Linked DNA regions of Sus scrofa: region 2 is linked to region 1. Evidence: chromatin contacts called from public HiChIP or PLAC-seq data. All regions are on one chromosome and are shown on one strand. Each heading gives the region's core, a stretch centred on a gene start, on an enhancer-like site or on the middle of the called end of the contact. The rest is flanking DNA. Distances are from core to core; before and after follow the strand shown.

What was found. HiChIP or PLAC-seq counts read pairs in DNA pulled down with a chosen protein or histone mark.
Region 2: an H3K27ac HiChIP or PLAC-seq map of alveolar macrophages shows a contact between it and region 1. The contact joins the promoter of KTN1 here to the promoter of ATG14 in region 1. A contact is called at or near these places in 1 of 5 promoter capture datasets (liver) and 2 of 2 datasets of contacts at active chromatin or transcription factors (alveolar macrophages and skeletal muscle).

What each region holds. Positions count from the first base shown.
Region 1 is chr1:184,741,814-184,745,383 of Sscrofa11.1, reverse strand. ATG14 (beclin 1-associated autophagy-related key regulator) reads left to right here and starts at 1,632. Exons shown (of 10, transcript XM_001924990.5): 1 at 1,632-1,905. The coding sequence starts at 1,685.
Region 2 is chr1:184,879,818-184,883,387 of Sscrofa11.1, reverse strand. It overlaps KTN1 (kinectin 1), which reads right to left and starts at 1,518. Exons shown (of 44, transcript NM_001258303.1): 1 at 1,446-1,518.

The sequences.
Region 1 (3,570 bases), core at 383-2,882:
AGAGTGATATTGTAACATTAAAATTTACTCTTGTTAAAGATGTAGTCCATTAACATGTGTTCTCTGAAAATACATAGCAATATGTAGAAATTTCATATAGCTGCATAAAGTAGGATAGAAATTGTATATTTTTTGCTTTTTAAAATATCAAGTAGATGATCCTGGCCATTAGGTACAGGCTTGTGAAGGATCTTGTCAGAGTACAAATGAAACATGAAGGTCTGAAAACAAGATAAACATTCTTTTCTTTGAAATGGTCAGAGAAAATTATTATCTCTTCCTTAAAAATAAATCTTAGAGCTTACACTAAACCTGAATGGTTCCTGAAAGTTTATTTTGAAAAGTGTTTGGGGATTTTGTGCTTTTTTCATACTTTTATAATCCTATGTAATTATGTTAAAATAGATTAAGAGCCTGGAACAGAGTTTACAGACTCAAGGCCTAATTAGGTTGTGGAATTATCCCCATTTGATGGAGATGTGGAGATTAACAAGGAGGGTTGGGCTAACAGGAGTTATGGACCTTGATTCCAAGTGGTCAGTGAATATGTCTTTCATTAAGATGAGAAAACATAGGCAGGGAGGGAAAGGTTGGTTTTCAGTTCAGTTTCCAAATTACTGAGTTTGTGGTGTTCACTGTACACTACTTTAGACCTAGTGTAAGCAGTTATGAATTTTGGGGTATGGAAGGGCAGGGGAGAGAAACCCTAGCTGGAGAGAAAATTTAGGGCAGTCATTAATTTACAGCCTGCCAAAATAATCTTTGAGACTCACTGGTGTAGATCATTTGACCTAGGAGCCCAATATTTTTCCTTCTGTAGTTTATAGACATATTCAAACACTAATTACTCTGATAAAAATCCTCCGACCCACCCTATTTATCCCCACAGAAACAAACTTGGAAAAATGTAACTATGTTCAATTCTACCTAGTTCAAATTTTTTCTCAGAGCACGGCCCAGAGTAGGAGCGGAATGCTGCACCTTAATTTAAAAATTTGTTTTTCAGAAAGATACATCTTTGATTTCCACATTCAGTACAGTTTCCACTGGTTAGCTATTATCAGTAGAGTACTTAGCAGACTCCTACCAAACAGATTTACTTATGACTCCTCAGGGTGTTACGGTGGGTTCTGTAATTCTCTACCTTTAAATCACGTAAGAACACAGGCACAGTGAGGTGAGTAATTTGCCCCAAATTACATAGCTATTAGGGAGGTGGGTGAGGCAAAATTCAGTCTAGCTCCAAGACCCAGTTCCCTACCCAACTCCGCTGTACTTTTAGCCAAATTTAAAAACATCCACAGAGAATTACAGAAACTCCCTATTGTGTTCCCAATCGGTTTTCCCAGAATCCTTACGGCATCGTTTTACTATTTCTTGCACAAATTTGAGGCGTTAACTTGTAGGCTGGTCATGATCGAGCAGCTGATGACATTTTGTTGGGGTGACTCGGCCCACTAACGTAATTCCTGCCGCGAGATCGGCCAGCCCTGAGATGTCAGGAAAACCGACAGCGCCTCGGGCTGCAGCGGTCAAGGGCTAGGCAAGGCTGGGCTTGGAGGTGGCGGGACCCCCGCGGCGCTCCCGGCGCCTCCTTAGGCCCCTCCCAGGCCCCACCTCCTCGCCCAGGATGCACCTGGTTGAAAACAAAATCCCACGTGACTGGCTCTTCTCTCAGGCCATCATGGCGTCTCCCAGTGGGAAGGGATCCCGGGCGCCGGAGGCTCCTGGCTGTGGGCCCCAGCCACTCGCCCGGGACTTGGTGGACTCCGTGGACGACGCGGAGGGGCTGTACGTGGCGGTGGAGCGGTGTCCGCTGTGCAACACTACCCGCCGGCGGCTGACCTGCGCCAAGTGCGTCCAGAGCGGCGATTTCGTCTACTTCGACGGCCGCGACCGTGAAAGGTACGGCAGCCGCCACGGCCCCATTGTTTTTTCTCCGGGAGTCACCACCGGCTACGAGACAGGAGCCTGGGACCAGAGTACGTGCCCCGGAGCCTGGCGAGAGAAGGGGGAGGTTGGGAGGGTAGCTGCTTTGCGCTAGCGCTTTCCTCCCAGAGTACAGGTTCCAGGATGGGGGCCAGAAGATGAAGGTTGTCATTTCCTCATAACTCACTGGGGAGGAGTCCCACCTCACGATGCTCCTGGGTACTCCGGAAAAGAGATAGATGTGACTGTGGAGAGGTCTTCCCCTGTTACTGCTGTAGAGTTGGATTCTCAGTACTTTGCTACACTCCCATTCAGAAGCTTGGTTTAACCTTTACCTTCGAAAGCACGTTCATTTTCTAGAGGAGAGTCCAGAAGGGAATAAAATAAAAGATTTTTGGGCCCTGGTAGCCTGTCACAGATGGACCTTGTTATCAGACATGCTTACTGTAATGTGTTAATTAGGCTAGTTAGTCCTCCCTTTTCCGCTCTCTGCCTCCAAAGATTGTTTTGGGTGCTGAGAAGTTTGGGGATGTGTTTTGGCTTTGTTTTAAAATCCAGACTGGGAGTTGCAAGCCCTTAGTTAAGAGAATTGAATTTAGGAACACGTTTTGGCCTTCTTTTGAAATTTGTTAAACAGAGACAAGTCCTTGGTTAAGATAATTGAAAAATTAGTGTGATTAGCTGCAAGGTCTCTCAGCCCCAACATTTGTGTCAGTAACTTAGTGATAGTAAAAGATCTAATATTTTGAGTGCAAAAGTTCAGGTATTCATTACAACAACCCAGTAAGTTATTATCCTCAACGTAACTGCTAAGGAAACTGCACGATACCTTGCCCTGGGTCACAGATAATAAGTGTAGGGACCAGAATTAATATCCAGGCAGCCTGAGCCCTATGCCATGCACTTAACCACTGGATTGTACAACATCTATATTTGGAAATTTTTTTGAGTTCCTGGTAGTCCTCTGTTCATGAATGGAATTTATTTCTTTTTCTTGAGATTTGTATGGTGTAATCTTTTAGTTAGTTGCTATGCCTCATTGATGTACTTGATGGCTTTAGAAACTGTTCGTGTGTAGTAAGTGATAGCTTTAAAAATTAAAACAATTTTACTGTAAGAATCCTAGGTATGAGGTGGAATTGTTTAACTTAAGGAGTTTATCACGGGTTCAGTTCTGGATCCTCTTCTCTTTATACTTTTACCTAGATCCATTCCCATAATTTAAATATCTTATATAGGCTGAAGACACCAGACTTATATCTCCAACTCGGGCCTTTGTAAAATCAAGAAGACAGCTGCCTCCTCTTTCTGTACTTAAATTTGTAATGAGGATCTCCATCTTTTTTTTTCTTTTCTTTTTTTATCACCCCTCGCCCCCCAAAGGCATCTGGAGGTTCCCAGGCTAGAGGTCGAGTTGGAGCTACAGCTGCCTGCCTATACCACAGCTCACAGCAACATGGGATCCTTAGCCCACTGAGGGAGGCCAGGGATCGAACCCTAGTCCTCAGGGATACTGGTTGGGTTCATTAACCACTGAGTGATGATTGGAACTCCAGGATCTCCATCTTGATATGACAGATATCACAGTTATCCATCATAAATCTGTTCCTTTCATGCTCATCCCAACCCAGTAAATGATAG
Region 2 (3,570 bases), core at 269-2,768, 140 kb before region 1:
TTAGAACCTACAAATAATAAACCCAGTTACTTCTTGTTAGATACCTGACCCGGGGTGGGGGGGGGCTTGCTTATGAGACAACAAATTAAATATGAACGTCTATAGCAAGGCATGTCTACCCAAAACACAGATCCACTCAAAAGTGCTCCAGTGTTATTCTTGGGACAATCATACCAGTCTCATCAGCGGGATTTCAGCCAAATTGGAGAGAGTGATGCCATGTGGCTGCTGGGTGAGATAGGGAGAAGTGCAACTTAAGCAAGAATTCAAACTTTAAGTCAGTTCCTACACAATTCAGAGTGCATAGTTCACCCTAAAGTGTCTACCTTTAGCAGGCTATGGGTGTCCACATTTCTCAAGGTTTTCCACAAAGCACCTCAAAAAACCCACTACTTTAAATAGCGAACTTCAACTGTAGCTTTTTAAGCAGCGCTTATTCAGATACCCGCTTGGGAATCCTTTACTGGTATAGGCCCAAGCATGAATTCAGAGTCCTGTTTGCTCCCAGAAGGAACAGCTAAAATTCAACAGCCCGCTCCTGAACCACATCAGGGTGCAGCTGGCCCAGGTTAGGATGCCGCTCCCGCGTCTGGGGCTGCGGGTATCTGGTACACACATGCTCCTTCACAACCAACGTCTGCGGCTGCACCTCCCACACCGTACGACTTCTCTCGGCTACCAGTTTGGTGTTCTGCCGAGGTGCCCAACGCCAAAAATCTCATTGTTGGAAACTAAAGGGGGGAGGGGTAAACAGTAAGGAAGACACACCCCTCAGGGAGAGGATGGATAACTTCCCCCGTCTCCAGGGCGGTCCCCACATTTTTCCAAACTCTCCTCTCATGCTGCTTCCCATCCCCAACGGCCCCTCTCCAGGACCCCGGAAGAGCGCGGGGCGGTGGGTGAGAGCACTGGGAAGAAGCGAGCGCCGGTTCCCCCTGACCCTCGAGAGCGGCGAGGGCTGGAATTCCAGCATGGCGTAAGCGTGGCCCAGCTCCGGCCCAGGGACGCCGGCGGGGACGCGCTCCCTCAGTCCACCGGCGGTGGAGACCGTAATCCGCCTTCCCGGCTGGGGGCCCTCACACCTGGCTAAAAATAGGAGCCTCGGTCACCCCAGGGCCCTCTCCGGCCGACCTCGCCCTCAGGAGACCTGCCAGGAGCAGCCGCCGCGGCTGAACCGGGGTCGAGCCCGGGGCGGCCCGGCGAGGCCGAGAGGCCCCTCAGAGCCCGCCCGCCAGGGCGGCCCGGCCCAGGCAGAAGCCCGGCGGCGGTCACCCGGCGCCCGCGGCCTACCCGGCGGGCGACAGCGGACGGTGTCCCGGCCCCGCGGCCGCGCCCCCCGGCAGGCGCGGCCCTCCAGTCTGCCTGGGACCCCGCGACCGGCGCCCCCTCCCCCTCACGGTCCCCGCGGCCCGAGCCTGGGCCCAGCGGGGCCTTTTCTCTCTTACCCTGAGCGGCCGGGAAAGGAGACCGGGAAGACGCGGCGGCGCCGGCAGTACGGCCCGGGCCGCGCGCTCCGAGTCCCCGCCGCCGCCGCAGTCGCTCAGGTGCCGTCGCGCTGCCAGGCAGGAAACGGGCGGCTTCGGGGCGGGGCGGGGCGGCCCCGGCACGTCCCGGCGTCTGGGCCGGCGGTGCCCGGAGACCAGCCCCTTAAAGGGACAGGAGTCGCCGCCCCGACCCCCGCGCGCTCTGCTGTGAGCTTGGGTAAGTCCCAGCGTCCCGCTGGCTCGGGATTCCGCGGCTTTCCTCCCGAGATAACGTCTCGGTGGAGGGTGGGAGCCCCGGGTCTCGAGGCTCAGTGGAATTCCCTTCCTGCGCGAGAGCCCTGCTCTCTCTAGTCTCTCTCTCTCCTTCCCGAAAAGCTGGTTTCGTCTTGCATGCCCGCCTACAGAAGCACCACCTGGGCCCCGAGACTGGATTTTTTTTTTTTTTTTTTTTTTTTAAGCATTAAGCAAATAGTACTCGATTTCACTTAGCCCATTCCAGATTCCTCCCCACAAATCTCTAGAAAACGGAATCTTCCGTTCCTCTGTCTCCAGAGTTGCTGAATTCTCCTTTGGGCAAAACTGGCGTCAAAGAGAGAGAAATTTTAAACCGACCCAAATAATTGTGTGCAAATATTGTGTAGCTGTTGTGTCTGCCAGCTGGTGGCCATTCATTAAGCCCCGGCAAATAACTAGAATCCGAAGCGGAAAGAAGAGGTTGGCCAGAATCCCTGCTTATTAGTTTGCTCTTGCTACAAGAATGACAGCTGTCTTCCTGGTCACTGGCAAATGAGATGTGTTGATTATCATTACTTACTGCTTAACAATCTCTCCCAGAATGCCAGGCATTGCCCAGAACATATACAAAACATTACAAGCTCTCCTCAAACGTTATGGGAGCTCAAAAATGATTCAAACCCTTTTAGTGTATGGATAGAGATACATAAAATTAGGACTCATCACTAACACCTCTCCCTACCTACTGACAGAGGGGAACAAGAACAATTTTTAAATAACGGATATCAAAGCAGCTCCTACACAGGATTTTCCTTTGTATGGGCTGGCTAAAAACATACTATACATTTGTATTCTAATTACTTTTTTGTCAAAGCTTTCTAGAGCATCCCCGAAGTACAAATGAAAACTGTACAGTATGTGGTAGCCTGAGATGTTGAGAATTCTGCCTGTCTTCAGCCACTATGTTCTCCAGAGACGCATTCTGTCTTATTTTAACTCCAGAAATGCCGCCCTCTTTTTTGTTTCTTAGTAGGGTTACTCAGCACCTCAGTGGTTCCAATGCCCTCAAAGCAATCTATCCCTAAACCATCAGCTGTTTCCTGAGCCTGTGCCAAAGGATCCACCTTCGGTGAAGAGCGAAGCCATTAGTCTCTTAATACAAAGAGGAAAATATACCATTTCTATAAAGGAGTTCAAGGACTCTTGACTAGCCTACAAACGACCATCTAATTTCCTATGGTTAGTACTAAGCAGGTATTGGGTTAGAAAAAAAATCTATCCTTTTTAAGATTTCAGTAAAACCTCAGTGTCATTTTAGAGACCGTAATTTTTAGGTATTTTGTATATGGAGCTTAGGGACATGTTTGCCTTAAATATACCACTTCTTATAGTCAGGGATCACTCATTTTTGTGTTACATAGTTTGAAACAAAGACACATAAATGTATCAGCTATTTCAACTTTTCTAAGTGATTTAACTTTGACTTTTTGAAAGGGAAGTGACTGGATGCTTCATTCCTTCTAAGCTTTATATTTATTCACATCAAAACAAAAAGGTTTACTAGAACTCTTATGAATAAGCCCTAATAGAAATTAAGACCTACCCTCTTAAGTTTTGAAGTATAGTATAATATGATATCATTAACTATAATTAACAGATATAATTAACTTAAGATATAATTAATCTTGGTTGCTGCTTACCAACCAAGTTACTGAAGCAGCAACTAACTTGCTAAAAACAATTAGCACTCCTAGCATCCGAGGTATCTCTAGTTGTAACAACTAAGAAATTAAATTTTATTGAAAACTATGAAGGATAACACTGTTATCTAAACAGTATCCTCCCCAACAAA